Linked DNA regions of Sus scrofa: regions 2 and 3 are each linked to region 1. The links are chromatin contacts, called in public Hi-C and HiChIP or PLAC-seq maps. All regions are on one chromosome and are shown on one strand. Each heading gives the region's core, a stretch centred on a gene start, on an enhancer-like site or on the middle of the called end of the contact. The rest is flanking DNA. Distances are from core to core; before and after follow the strand shown.

What was found. Hi-C and Micro-C count contacts between places; a contact is called where the count stands out from the background. HiChIP or PLAC-seq counts read pairs in DNA pulled down with a chosen protein or histone mark.
Region 2: a contact with region 1 is called in a Hi-C map of embryonic fibroblasts, with 2.5 times the contacts expected there. The contact joins the promoter of EIF4A1 here to the promoter of PLSCR3 in region 1. A contact is called at or near these places in 2 of 5 promoter capture datasets (fetal skeletal muscle and liver), 6 of 47 Hi-C or Micro-C datasets (embryonic fibroblasts, epiblast stem cells, heart right ventricle and 3 more) and 2 of 2 datasets of contacts at active chromatin or transcription factors (alveolar macrophages and skeletal muscle).
Region 3: an H3K27ac HiChIP or PLAC-seq map of alveolar macrophages shows a contact between it and region 1. The contact joins the promoter of SOX15 here to the promoter of PLSCR3 in region 1. A contact is called at or near these places in 2 of 5 promoter capture datasets (fetal skeletal muscle and liver), 5 of 47 Hi-C or Micro-C datasets (embryonic fibroblasts, heart right ventricle, liver and 2 more) and 2 of 2 datasets of contacts at active chromatin or transcription factors (alveolar macrophages and skeletal muscle).

Annotation. Positions count from the first base shown.
Region 1 is chr12:52,721,668-52,726,371 of Sscrofa11.1, forward strand. It overlaps PLSCR3 (phospholipid scramblase 3), which reads right to left and starts at 2,903. Exons shown (of 7, transcript XM_021067824.1): 1 at 1,357-2,903; 2 at 850-1,091; 3 at 707-749; 4 at 388-608; 5 at 1-113. The coding sequence starts at 1,363.
Region 2 is chr12:52,865,337-52,870,401 of Sscrofa11.1, forward strand. It overlaps EIF4A1 (eukaryotic translation initiation factor 4A1), which reads left to right and starts at 3,143. Exons shown (of 11, transcript NM_001100196.1): 1 at 3,143-3,179; 2 at 4,547-4,595; 3 at 4,865-4,997. The coding sequence starts at 3,157. SENP3 (sentrin-specific protease 3) reads left to right here. Exons shown (of 11, transcript XM_021067831.1): 8 at 652-789; 9 at 974-1,057; 10 at 1,173-1,223; 11 at 1,690-2,247. The coding sequence ends at 1,800.
Region 3 is chr12:52,884,078-52,888,615 of Sscrofa11.1, forward strand. It overlaps SOX15 (protein SOX-15), which reads right to left and starts at 1,708. Exons shown (of 2, transcript XM_003131946.4): 1 at 1-1,708. The coding sequence starts at 322. It overlaps FXR2 (fragile X mental retardation syndrome-related protein 2), which reads right to left. Exons shown (of 17, transcript XM_003131974.5): 12 at 4,284-4,506; 13 at 3,619-3,816; 14 at 3,325-3,525; 15 at 3,131-3,226; 16 at 2,899-2,999; 17 at 1,855-2,553. The coding sequence ends at 2,458.

The DNA.
Region 1 (4,704 bases), core at 1,653-4,152:
ACTCGCAAAACCGTCTGGCGATCAGCATCCTGAATGGAGAACTTGGGGAGGAAGGGATGCCAGGTCTGTAGAACATGGCCAATGGTGGTGCCCGGTGGAGACTGTACTTCCATCTGGAGCGAGAGGCAGACAGGGTCACTGCCCAACCAGGGCGCCTTGGCCCAAACGCTCACCAGTCTACTTTTATCACCTGTCTCTCTCCCCTCTTAAGACTTCCCATCCCCTTCGCTAGACTACCTGTCACGCTCCTCTCTAGACCTCCCATCCCACCTGCTGGCCAACTTGCACTTGAGGCACCACTCTCCCCATGCCTCCTCCCGGGTCTTGCTCCCATCACTGGCCGCCCCCAACCCGAGTCTCTCCCTGGCCGCATCCTTCCCCACCCACCTCCTGGAGGCCGCACGGACAGCAGCTGCAGCCACAATGGAGAGGGCGGAGCAGGCGGAGCACCTCTCGGTCCCCGGGGTCCACCAGGCGGACTCGCAGGGGCCGACGGGCGCCACAGCACAGACGAGCACAGCAGTTGCTCTCCTCTGCAGCCTGACCTAGGGGCTGTCCGGCCCCCGAGCGCAGTTCGTACCGGTTACAGGTCTCCCAGCCCAGGAGCGCTGCCAAGGGGTGACACGCTGAGGCTCAGGCACCACTGGACCGAGAGCCCACGATCTGCCCCCATCACGAGGCCCAACCTACTCCTCCTTCCACTCACTTTCCACCCGCTCAGCTTTCTGGTGAATCAAGATCTGATCAATCTGGAAAGAGAGTAGGGGCCGCGCAGACGTCAGCTGGAGGATCGAGACGCCTGGGTACCCCCCCCGCCCCCTCACCCCTCCCTCCCTTCCTTCCACTCACCTGCACCAGGAATTCGAGGCCGAAAGGCACCCCGGGCACTGGCAAGAAGGGGGCAGCTGGCCCCGGGGCCGCAGGGCCGGGCGAGGGGAAGAGAGCAAAGCCGGGCGCTGGGGCAGGCACGTGGGCAGGCACTGGCGCCTGGCTGGGCCCGGGCCCAGGATGCAGCGCCGGCTCCGGGTACCCAGCGGTCACAGGATAGGGAGGTGGGGGCGAAGGGGCGTAGCCCTTGGGGGGTATGTAGCCTGTGGGGGGACAGGAGTAGGTTAGAAGGGGCCTCCCCACCTCACCCCTCTACCCCTTAGCCCGCGGGCTGCCAGGCTGAGTGGAGGGAAATGTGGTGGCAAGAGACGGAGAAAGATGGGGCGGGGGAGCAGGGCGGCGGCTTCCTGGGAGGAAGGGAGGGGCCCCACACAGCCAGTCCGAGCACATTCCCGGAGGATGCGTCCGACACTGGGCTCCCAAGTCCGTGAGGGGATAACGGAGACCCTCAGCCTTGCACCCACTTACCTGCCATGGGAGACGGGGGAGGGTTCGCGGGATGTCGGTGTCCCGGAGGCTTAGTTCTAGAAGTGGAGGCAAGCTCGGAGACAGCCAGACAGACACAGAGACAGACACAAAGACGGACAGGCAAACGCGGAGAGGCAGCTGCGCCCACCGCCGGCCCAGGGTCTCCAGGGCGGCGCGTCTGACTCGGGGAGAAACCGAAAGTGTCAGCGGGCAGGGCGGAGGCCCTGGGACCCTGGTTTCCCTCAGGGGCCCCAGAACCGCCCCCTCCCTTTGTTCTCCCATTCTCCGCGGAGGCGGCTGTTGGCAGACGGCAGGCAGATGGGCCCGCGGTCAGACCGACGGCCCGACCTCGAGGGAGGTCTCCGGACCCCTCAGCGCCCCCAGCTCACCTGAAGCCCCTAGAACAGCCGGGGCGCCCAGCGCTCGGCGGCTCGGGGAGCTAGGGGAGGCGGGCCCGGGAACTGGCTCCGCCCCCGCCCCTACCAGACCCCGCCCCTCCCGGCCTGAGCGACACGCCTGCGCAGAAAGAGTGCCGGCTCTCCTGCGGGGCCTCGGTCCCCAGGCCCCTGGCTCCGCGGCTTGGCGAGCGTCCCCGCCACTTCCGCTCGATGCAGAAGCCCAGAGAGAAGCTCGCCTGGGAGGGCAGCTGGGTGAGACCTAGCTCTGCGACCCTTGCCAGGTCCGCGGGCGCAGAGTCCTCAGTGCCCCTTGGTGGGAACGAGGGCGGCTTGCGCGGCGCTGGACCCTAGGCTCCTCCTCCCGAGGGCGGTTCGGGCCTCGCTGACGCAGCGGAACACCCTGAACACTCATCCGTTGGCTCCTAGGACCGGCTCCTGGCTCCCCTTCTGCCTCCCTGGGACTACCTCGTCAGTCTCCTCTCCCTGACGCAGCAGTGACCCCCAAAGACACCTTGAAATTACAGCACTTCCTTCAGGCGCCCCCAGCCACTCGGGGGACAGGCCACCGGACTGTCAGTAATGATGTAAAATGAGGCTCAGCGGGAGCAGAGGAGGCAGCGCTGTCAGCAGGGAAGGCTTCCCCCAAGAAGAGTCGCATCCTTCGCTTGCTCTGGGTCCTGAGCCCAGGCCCGCAGGTGTGAGGAAGTTCTGCGCCTCAGGGCGCTATAGGCTGAGTGACAGGAGATGAGTTTAGAGAGGGAGTCCGGCCCACGGGCCCAGAAGGCCTTGTGCGAGCTGGGATTTGGCCCCAAAGGCAGCAGGGAGCCCACTGAAGGATTTTCAGATGGAGGGAGAAAGTCGAATGTTTTAGAAAGCCATTTAAACACACGAGAGGCACCCAGTGTGGGTTGTAGTAGTCTGGGGAGAGGATGGCTGTGATAGTGTGGGTGGACAAAAGTGGCAGATTTTAGAGATATTTAGATAATAATATAGAAGTTTTTGAGGAGATGAGATGTGGAGGTGAGGAGTTCAGGATGACCTCATGTGTCTGGTGACCAGTAGATGGAGGTCTCATCCGTCAAGATGATCATGGGGAGGGAGTTCCCGTGGTGGCTCAGGAGGTTAAGAACCCAGCTGGTATCCATGAGGACTTAGGTTTGATCCCTGGCCTCACTCAATGGGTTAAGGATCCGACATTGCCTGATTGTGGTGGTGTAGGTCACAGGCTCAGCCTGGATCCCACATTGTTGAGGCCATGGAGTTGGCCCGCAGCTGTAACTCAGATTCAACCCCTAGCCTGGGAACGTCTGTACACCACAGGTGCGGCCCTTAGGAAAAAAAAAAAAAAGGAAGGAAAGAAAGGGAGTTCCCATCGTGGCACAGTGGAAACGAATCCAACTAGGAGCCATGAGGTTTCAGGTTTGATCCCTGGCCTCGCTCACTGGGTTAAGGATCTGCTGTTGCCATGAGCTGTGGTGTAGTTCACAGATGCTACTCCGATCCTGGGTTGCTGTGGCTGTGGCGTAGGGCGGCGGCTACAGCTCTGATTGGACCCCTAGCCTGGGAACCTCCCTATGCCGCAGATGCGGCCCTAAAAAGACAAAAAGATGAACATAGGGAGAAGCAGATTTGGTGGTTCCTTTTCCCCATGTCCATGTTCTGGGCTGGTCCAACAGCTTCAGTCATCATCTGCATCACACTCAAGTGCCTCGCCTCTCCCCTGGTACCCTTCATTGCCTCATATTCTAGCCAGCCCCAACTATGCAGCAGCCTCCACCAAAATGTACAAACACATAGAAATTCCATTATTCAACAGAGATTAAGTGAGCACCAACTATATTTCAGACAGCATTTAAGGTGATAGGAAAATATAGCAGTTTTTCAAAAAATTAAAATTTCTAATCTTAGAGAAGAGACAGATAATGTACCTTAGATACATCTAAAGTCAGACAGTGACAGGTTCTATAAAGAAAAATGGAGCAGGTAAGAAAGATAGAGAATGGTGGACAGGAGTTGCAATTTTCTTTGGCCACCACACTCATGGCATGCGGAAGTTCCTGGGTCAGGGATTGAACCTGAGCCACAGCAGTGACAATGCTGGATCCTTAACTGCTAGGCCACTAGGGAACTCTCTCTCTCTCTCTTTTTTTTTTTTTTTTTTTTGGTCTTTTTGTTGTTTTAAGGCCACACCTGCAGCATATGGATGTTCCCAGGCTAGGGATCTCTCTCTCTCTTTTTTTTTTTTTTTTTTTTTTTTTTGTCTTTTTGCCATTTCTTGGTCCGCTCCCACAGTATATGGAGGTTCCTAGGCTAGGGGTCGAATGGGAGCTGTAGCCGCCAGACTACACCAGAGCCACAACAATGTGGGATCCAAGCCGAGTCTGTGACCTACACCACAGCTCACAGCAACACTGGATCCTCAACCCACTGAGCAAGGCTGGGGATCAAACCTGCAACCTCATGGTTCCTAGTCGGATTCGTTAACCACTGAGCCACGACAGGAACTCTGCCAGCCTAGGGGTTTAATCAGAGCTGTAGCTGCCGGCCTACACCACAGCCACAGCAACTCGGAATCCATAACCCACTGATTGAGGCCAAGGATCGAACCCGAGTCCTCATGGATGCTAGTTGGGTTTGCTAACCACTGAGCCACGACGGGAACTCCAGGAGTTGTAGTTTTAAAGGATGGACTAGGGAGTTCCCATTGTGGCTCAATGGAAATGAACCTGACTAGTATCCATGAGGATATGGGTTTGATCCCGGCCTCCATCAGTGGGTTAAGGATCCAGCATTGCCATGAGTTGCAGTGTAGTTCGCAGACTTGGCTTGGATCCTGTGTTGCTGTGCTGTGGTGTAGGTCGGCTGCTGTGGCTCTGATTAGACCCCTGGCCTGGGGACCTCCATATGCCTCAGGAGAGGCACTAAAAAAAAAATTAAAAATAAATAAACA
Region 2 (5,065 bases), core at 1,893-4,392, 140 kb after region 1:
AAGGTAACTGAGGTAGAGTTATTAAGCAGCTTGCCTGTGATCATAAGCTAGTGAATGGAGGAGCTGGGTCGGAACCATGGAGTCTGGCTCCAGGATCCTGAACCTGGGTCCCTCTTGCTACTAAGCACCTGTATCTTTTTTTTTTTTTTTTTTTGTCTTTTCTAGGGCCACATCTGTGGCATATGGAGGTTCCCAGGCTAGGGGTTGAATCGGAGCTATATCCACCAGCCTACGCCAGAGCCACAGCAATGCCAGATCCAAGCTGCGTCTGCGACCTACACCACAGCTCATGGCAACGCCGGATCCTTAACCCACTGAGCGAGGCCAGGGGTTGAACCCGCCACCTCATGGTTCCTAGTCAGATTTATTAACCACTGAGCCACGATGGGAACTCTATCACTTGTATCTTTAAGGCGTGAAAAGTACCCGTCTTGGGCTCTCGAGTGTTCTGCACCACCTCCTCTATCACGCCTTCTTCGCTCACCCTGAGAATCCACACATCCAGATGCTGAGCCTTGGCTCACAGTCCCCGGGCAGAAAATTGAGTTTGTCCGCTCGGCTCGGTGCCTGCTCCTCCATTCGTCTTTGGGAACCGCGGCCAGAGACAGGATGCCTGTGCTGCCTTCCTCATGCGCCCGCTCTGCCTCCTAGGTGGACATCTTCAACAAGGAGCTACTGCTGATCCCCATCCACCTGGAGGTACACTGGTCCCTCATCTCTGTTGATGTGAGGCGGCGCACCATCACCTATTTTGACTCGCAGCGCACCCTGAACCGCCGCTGCCCTAAGGTTTGAGAGAGAAGGGGCAAGCTGGGCAGCATGTGGGGAGGAGAGCCAGTGGCAAGGCATCTCAGGCGGAAGGGTGGGTCTTGAGTCCTTGGGAGCACCCCGGGCTTGGCGCCTGCGACCCCCGGACCCCGGGTGCAGTTAGCACAGTAGGGCCATCACGTCCTCCCTTCCTCCACCCACATAGCATATTGCCAAGTATCTCCAGGCAGAGGCAGTGAAGAAAGACCGGCTGGACTTCCACCAGGGCTGGAAAGGTTACTTCAAAATGGTAAGTTTCTAGAGGAAGGTTGGAGGTGGTGGTGGTGAGCATGGTAGGAGGCAGAAGTTGAAACCATACCCCTAGGGTCTCCAGGTAAAGAGCTGACCTTCTTTGTATTCTCTAGAATGTGGCCAGGCAGAATAATGACAGTGACTGTGGCGCCTTTGTGTTGCAGGTAAGCAGATGCCAGTTGGGTTTAAGGGTTGGGAGGGAGGCGGGAGCTGGTCTGCAGCCCTCATTTGGTTCACAGCCACTTATGGAGGGGGAGTAACCTAATGTATTAGGATGTCGAAACCCGGGTTTCATCGGTCCTCTCGTGGGCTTCTCCGTGCCTCTTTGAAACTGAGTCTGTGGTCCTTGGTCTCTGGCCCTGATAGAGCTTCCTCCTGCTGCTTAACGCAAAGCATTTTCTGTTAACACTGGGTATCTCATGTCCCAAAGAGGAACATTGGCTTTAGAGTCAGACTTTTTTTCCTTTTGAGCACCACTCGGTGGGACCTTAGTTTCCTTTGTTTGTGAAATGGGAATGTTTTGGGGAAGATCCAGTGAAATGTGTGTCATATGAAATACGTCGCACGGATCCTGACTTGGGGGTATATGCTCAGTAGGTGGTTCTCATGGCCTGCTTTGTTAACACCTAGTATTGCAAGCACCTGGCCCTGTCTCAGCCATTCAGCTTCACCCAGCAGGACATGCCCAAACTTCGTCGACAGATCTACAAGGAGCTGTGTCACTGCAAACTCACTGTGTGAGCCTCGTATCCCAGGCCTCAAGCCCATTCGTTAAATGGGCAGGGGGACATGGGAGATCCTTCCTTCCCAAGAAACTCCAATTCCTTTCCTCTCTTGCCTCTTCCCACCCAATTCCCTTTGGTTTTTCATATTTAAATGTTTTAATTGATTTCTGTATTTTTTTCTTTGAGAGAATACTTGTTGATTTCTAATGTTCAGGGGGTGGCCATGGAATATCCCCTTTCACCCTCTGTCTGCAGGGGAGTATGGCCTTGTGGCCTGGGTGGGGCAGTCATCTCCCTTTCATGTGCAGGGTGGGGGACGGGGCAGGAAAATCTGTGCTGGGGGTGGTGGGCGGACAATGGGATTCCTGCCTGCCAGATCTTCAAAACTTTTATATATATATATACATATATATATATATGCCATGGTCCTGCTCTGGTCAATAAAGGATCCTTTGGAGATACATAGTGGTGGTCTTCCTTTAGGGGCCGCAAAACTAGTGGATATGCTCTCAGCCTTTCCTCCAGCCAGTGCTGTTAGCTACCCTTTTTGGGTTTTGAGACTTAAGGGGCCAGTTTTCCATCCCTGGCTCACACAATGCCAACGCCACGTCCTCAAAAGAATCCTCCAGCTAGCGGAGCCAGGGCTGGAAGGAGGGGAGAGTAGGTAAACCTCAAAAATAAGGGCGCTTGAGGGGTCCTAAAGTTGGGGAAACAGGACACTTAAGGGAGCCGGCCAGGATTCCTGACAGCAACCTCAAAAGCCCCTAAGCCCACAAGTCAATTACTCCATCCCTCCTCCCTCCAGCCAGGGGAACCGTCCCAGCCGCTGGGTAATGGATCCTGACTTCAGCCCCCTGTACGCTTGGAACACCTCGGGCTTGGTGTCCGATTTATCTTTGCTGCAGGAGAGAACAAAATTGAACGTGGTCTGGTGGACACCTGTAACAGAGGGTAGCGGTAGTGGTAGTCCCGGGAGCCCGGAAGTCCCTGGAGGCTGAAACCTCGCCCCCCTTGCGTGATAGGGCCTGGTAGGCCACATGACTGAGGCACTCTCGCCTCCGCACGTGTAGGGGTGCAGGGCCCCAAGATGGCTGCCAGGCCTCGAGGCCCGACTCCAGTATGTCACTTCCGTACCGGCGAGAAAGGCGGGCCCTCTAGCCAATGAGGCTGCGGGGCGGGTCTTCACCTTGACGGGCGCTCAAGTTATCCAATGGTGGCCGCGTGCCAGGGCGCCTACGAACTAACGTCACGCCTAGTTGCCGAGCGGCGGCAGGCGGAGCTGAGGCGGCCAAGCCAATGCGATGGCTGGGGCGGGGTCGGGCGCTCTATAAGTTGTCGATAGGCGGGCACTCCGCCCTAGTTTCTAAGGATCATGTCTGCGAGTCAGGATTCCCGGTAAGCAAGACACTTGCAAGAGACTGTGGCTGCTTACCTTGCCGCCCTTTTCGAGGGCCCGGCGTGGGGAAGCTGAGGCCCGCCGCCCTAGGCCCCCCCAGGGTTGCGGGGAGACCAAGCCGGGAGGACCCGTCCGGGGAGGTGGGGGGAGTTAGGGGCGGGTCCACGGCCGACGCTGCCAGGGCCTAGGCAGAGGCCGAGGACGGCCGGGCTTTCGGGACCCAGCGAGCGAGTTTCGTTAGGAGGCCTCGACCGACGTGGTGCGTGAAGCTTGGTCGCTGAGTGGGGTGGCGAGGTCGCGACCTGTTGTGAGAAAGGAAGGTAGAGGCGGCCGTGCGTGGCGCGGAGCCGCCGGTCAGATTGTCTCACTGCGGGAGGGAGGGTTCGCGCGCGCTCGGGACTCCGGAGGATTCTGACGGTACCACTCGCCGAAGGTGGGGGTGCCTGGATCCTCAGTCGCTTGGTCGCGTGAAGCTATGGGTCGCGGGAGAAGAAGCCGGCCGTTCAGTGTGCTGGTTTTCTTGACGGCCAGGACCGACCCTAACCCCGAGGAGCGGCCGCTTGAGGCACCGGGAGCCCACCCGGCGCCGGGCGGGCGGGTCCATTTTGCCGCACAAGCCGGGCAATTGGCAAACTGCGGATGGGCAGGTCCACTTTCCTTCGGGGGTGAGCGGCCTGAGGTATGGGAGGGCGACGCCATTTCGCGACGGGGGCGGGCGGGGTGTGGATTGTTCCCCGGAGGGGAGGGGTGCGCCGCCGGGTGGTCGAGGAGGCGAGCACATGGCGGCCTGAGGTGCTCCCCTCCCCCATTCGGCTTCGCTCTTAAGTGTTGTGCAATCTCCCCCCTTGCTAGCTCGGCTGGGGCTCATTGTGCGCGAGGCCGCCACCGCCCGCGGCCTCCCACATCCGGGCACCGCGAGGCGGGGAGATGGGCTGGAGGGAGTGGGGGAGGGCGCGGGCGGCATGACGTGGGGGGGAAGGGGATGTCCTCCTCTCGCATCTGGGAGGTGGAAGGCGGGACTTCCGGCGCGCTGGGGCCACAGTGGGAGGTGCACGCGCTGGGTCTTGGAGCGGCCCGGCCCAAGACACGTGGGCCTGGCGGCCAGCACCACCTCTACGCCCCGGGCAGCGCAGCGCCGTTCCTTCCAGTCTCCGGGTCTTCTGTAGGGCAGGGTGGGGAGGCGGCTTGGCCTGAGCAGTTCCAGAGATGAGGCAAAGGCCTCGGCTGTAAAGTAACTGCTCTTGTGTTTCCGGAATTCATGGGGCTTGGATCGGGAGTGAAGACTGATGGTAGCATGCAAAGCCGCTTGCTGGGAGGAAGAGTCTGGTGGTCAGGATTTCTATGTGCTTGTATTTTAAACCAATAGATCCAGAGACAATGGCCCCGATGGGATGGAGCCCGAAGGCGTCATCGAGGTAAGGTTGGACCCCTACCGCCGTTATCCTTTGTAAGAGTATATACAACAAAAGTATGTTTTTTTTCCTCTTTATAATATAACCTCACTGTTTACAAGTAACTGGTCCCTTCAGAGTAGTTTTCTAGGCCGCATAGACCCAACCAGCTGGCTTCCTTGGGGAGGAGAAGGTGGTGGGTTCTGGAACTTTGGTGCAGGCAGAGAAGGTCCTGTTTGCTCCAGTGCAAGAGCACAGCCCCATTTCTGTTAATTCTTTTTTACTTCTTACAGAGTAACTGGAATGAGATTGTTGACAGCTTTGATGACATGAACCTCTCGGAGTCCCTCCTCCGTGGCATCTATGCCTATGGTTTTGAGAAGCCCTCTGCCATCCAGCAGCGAGCCATTCTTCCTTGTATCAAGGGTAAGGTCTTTGCCCCAGAAAAAATGTATGGGCTGTCCCTGGCCTGGGTAGAGTGGCATCTGGTTGGT
Region 3 (4,538 bases), core at 458-2,957, 160 kb after region 1:
GGGCCCGGAGCCGCTTAGCCTCCTCCACGAAGGGCCGCTTCTCGTCCTCGCCCAGCAGCTTCCACTGCGCGCCCAGGCGCTTGGAGATCTCGGAGTTGTGCATCTTCGGGTTCTGCTGCGCCATCTGGCGGCGCTGGGCGGAGCTCCACACCATGAACGCGTTCATGGGCCGCTTCACCTTCTCCAAGGGAAGCCCCCCGGAGACCACTGGGCTCCCGGCGCCCTCCCGCTCCTGGGAGCCCGAGGATGCGGAGGTCGGGGCCGCGGGAGTGGGAGGCTCCAGGCTCCAGGCCTGATCCTGAGAGGAGCCGGGTAGCGCCATGGGAGGGTGGAGGGAAGCCTTAAGAGGGCGTCCTACACGCCCTCGCCTCCAAAGTGAATCGTTGATCCCCAAACCCGAAGTGCCTTCCTAGCCCGGAGTCGTTACAGAGAAACTCGTGTCCTTAAAAGTATATGTCGTCCCCAAGTTCAGAGTCCTTGTAATGGCGCTCCTGCTCCCAACCAATCCGGCACGTTTGGGGAGTCGGGCGCGAAATCCGCTCTTGGTACCCTGTCCGGGCCAGGTTATGCTCTCCTCTCCTGCTTGCCGCGAGGTCCCCGACCTGTCCCGCTCCCCGTACCCGCTGCTGGCCACCGGCCCGGGGCTCGGTGGAGGCGGCAAGCGCTCACGCTCTCGTCTCTGGAGTCCCGCAGCTGCCAGGCGGCGCAGCCCGGGTACCTAAGGCCTCGCTCACCTGGCCGCAGCTTCTGTGGCTGGCGGGTGGGCCAGAGCCGGGAACAGCTTTTAACGACTGACTCCTCCCCACTCCCTCCCAGTGGGCCGCGCCTCCTCGAGGGCGCCAACATCCCCCTCCCTTAGGCGAACCCAGGTGTCCCGTTCCTCCCAGCCCCCAACGCTCCCCCTTAGGGCACCCCGCCCCCTCCCCACCCAAGACCCAGAAGTCAGACCTTCCAGCCCCGGGAGCTCGAACAGCTTCCCCTCCCTTCTTAAGCACTGGCAAATTAAAGTCAATGCCTTTGCACAAAGGGATCAAGCTCCAGGGGATCAAAAGCCCTCAGGGTCAGAGTTGTGCTGGGAGGAAGGTGAAACACCCCACCCCCACTCCCACCCCTTCTCAGAGGCCTACTGCTTCTCAAACCCCTGACCTGTGCCCCGGGGCAAAATAGCCAGGCGGTCAGGAGGTAGGCAGGCCATTTCTGTTTCCTGAGTCATCCCAGCAGGTGCTTGGGTTGGCAATTGCAGCCCTTTCCAGGTGAGAAAATTTAAACCCTCCCAGCCACAGCCCCCAAACCCAGGTTTTTCCACTGCACATTTTATCTCCAAACCTCAGAATTAGGGAGGCAGGGACGACTCCTGAGGCTGAGAGGTCAGTGACGTGGATGCTGGAGAAAAAAGCCTGGATCCAGAGCAGAGAAGCAGGAGGAATGAGGGCTGGACACCCAGGTCTCAGGGCTGTGGGCGAGGGAACCCTGCTCCCCACTCTGCCCAAGGCCCAGCCCAAGCCCCAGGCCTCAGGTAATCCGATTAAGCAGCCTGCCTTGGCTCTCAGCTCCTGGCAGGAAGAGCTCCAGCTCTACCTGGCCCGCCGTCGTGACTCAGGGTATAGGAGTGGCCCAGCTCCCTCTACCAGCACACCTGAGGGAGGGGAGAGGCAGCAAGCCACTCTCCTCTAGACCCAGGAGGGTACCTGGGCCTGGGGATCTGAAGAATGTCAGAAATTCCCAGAAGGAGACCATCTTTGGAATGCTAGAGAAATCAGGTGTGGAGATAGAGGAAACGAGGGCCAGGGGCCAGGGCAGGTCATTCCTACACAGACAGACCAAACTGGCACAGGAAGGCGCAAGAACCAGAGAGCCATTTGGATTTTTTTATTCTCTTTTTAAATACTGTACAGTGAAAAATAAATACGCCTTCTCATCCACCAGACAAGGTTGGTCCCCCCTCCCCTGGGGGACCTTGTCACCCCCCTTCATACACACCCCTGGTTCTACTCCAAAACCTTCCCCATGCCTCCCACCCACTTAGACCCTTACTATCCCCGTCTTCCACAGTGATGAGGCCCCAGAAATGGGGGGTACAGGACGGGAGTAGGGATAGCAGGGGAACCCCCCTGAACTGTCACATCTGGGTGGGTCAAGGAGCACCCCGCACCAACAGGCGGAGAATGGGGGTGTTCAGAGAGAGATTGGGGCATTAGAGGATAAAGGCACATCCAGTCTGATGGGGAAGGAGAGAGGCTCCCCTTACCCTGGGGGTAGGGTGGACAAGAGGGAGGGGGTATGACCCTGTTACACACCCCTCCACTAGCTCCTGGAGGTTGGGGGGGACCCAAGCTGCTGTGCCACCCCCCTCCCCCCTAGATAAGAGCAGCTCCAGCGCAGGTCAGTCGGGCCTGTGAGGGCCATGGTGTTGGGCAGCAAGCGAGATGGAGAAGGGAGGGATGCGGGCTGGAGGGTTTATGAAACCCCATTCACCAAACTACCCAACTCCAGGGGGGCGGAGAGCTCCCCATTCTCTGAGGGGCCCTTAGGAAGCTTGCTGACAGAGTCACCCTGAGGGGGAAATGGGAAAGAAAACGGAGAGGACGAAAAGAGAAGGGTCAGTAGAAATCCAGGTAACGACAAGCCCCTACCGTCCCCTTGCGCCAGGCATCCGCTGACCCGGGGGTTGGTTCACCTGATGGGACTCTAGTCACATTTACTCAGATCCAGAAAATAAGAACCCAACTTTCCTTTCTCCTCTACTGAAACTTTCCAGTATTCTAAATGCAGCCTACACTCCGTCAGACACACCTTCTCTGCAATTTAGTAAGAGATTTCTTTGGCAGTTTTCTTGTGCCCCCCCTGCCCTAGAACAACAAAAAAGGAGGTAGGGGGAACTACATCTTGCTTGCCTACCTTCTGTCCTGAAAGAGAATCCTCTGAAGGTTTAGTGCGTTCCAGGGGTGGCCGCTGGCGGCTCTGAGACTCTGCTCGGGAGATATAGTCAGCCACAGTCACTGGGGAAGGCAGAGGACCGAGTTTCAGAAGGGACCCAGGTACCCGACCACTGAACCCCAAGCCCGAGAGTTCACAGGCTAGGAGGCAGCCTGTTCTCTGAGGAAGGAGCTGAGCCCCAGGGCTGGCTGACCTGGCTGACGGTCTCCACTGACAGAACCATCAGTCCGGTTACCACGGTTGCGGCGGCGGCGGCTCCGATTACGACGCTGGGGTCTTGACTCATCTTCTGTGGGGCAGGGAAAAACAAGAGCTGTGCATCAATCTCCCACCTCTCAATTCTTGCCCAGTTCTAATTTTTCGGACCCAGGTACACCCCTTACTTACCCAGGCCATTCTCTGTCATGCTGGGCCCGTCAGACTCTAGGCCTCCATCCATGACAGTCCTGTCTTCATCAGTGCGGCGGCGGCGGGAGCGGCGGCGCCTGGCACTTGCTGGGGGGGGTTCCCCTGGCTCTGAATCAACTGGGGGCTCCGGTTCAGATGTGTCCAGTAGGCTGTAGGGATTACTGTCTGGGTCTTTCAGCACTGGTTAGAGGAAGAAGAGTTAGGAGTCAGGTGCCATCACCGCATCCTTCCTTTTGGCGCACATTCACAAACCCAGCTGTTTGCTTCTGGTACCTGAGCTGATAGACGAAGAGTTGTATCTCGAGGTGGGCCGGGGGGCAGGCGGGGGTCCCCTACCCCGGCCCCCAACAGGCCGCCTCCGGCTTTCTTCCGACCGAGTCGGGGGATCCCTGTCACCGGGCCCAGCTCGGCTGAGCTCCTCCCTCTTCTCTGACTCCGTCTCAGAAGCTGTAGATGGGTCTGAGCTGGGGCCTGACGAACACCAACACAGTGAGGTTCAATCAGGGTCACTCTCCCTACCCCAGGATCCATCACAGCCTCCAGGCTGAAGACTCTCTCTCTCCTAAGTCCTCCAGCCAATCACTTTGTTTTCTTCCTTTTTTTCTTTTTGGTCTTTTTAGGGCTACACCCACGGCATACGGAAGTTCCCAAGCTAAGGGTCGAATTGGAGCTGCAGCTGCCTACGTGGCCACAGCAACTCGGGATCCAAGCCTCTGCAACCTACACCACAGGTCACGGCAACACCGGATCCTTAACCCACTGGGCAAGGCCAGGGACTGAACACGCATCCTCATGGATACTAGTTGGGTTCGTTACCAGAGACACAACAGGAACTCCACTTTTTCATCTTCTCTATCACCCTTTCCTCAAGCTTCCACCCAGACCTCTGCCCCCGCCCACCACCACTGCCCTGCCTCCCTCTCCCATAGCCGGCTCACCATAGGCAGGACCGCCTGTCCTCCGGCCCCGGCCCCGGCCCCCATAGCTGCCCCCATAGGTTCGTGTGGTGTGGAGAGAGGAGGAAGAGCTCTCGTCCGTGGTATATCCAGCCTTGTCACTGCCACCGCTGCCCCGCCCACTCCCAGGAGGGCGAAAGCCCAGCCCAATCTGCCGAAGCTGTTCATCAATCTGCAGCCTCTCCAGGCGAAGCTGCTCCACCTCCTGGTTGGGCAGAAGTCAGAGAAAAAACAAGG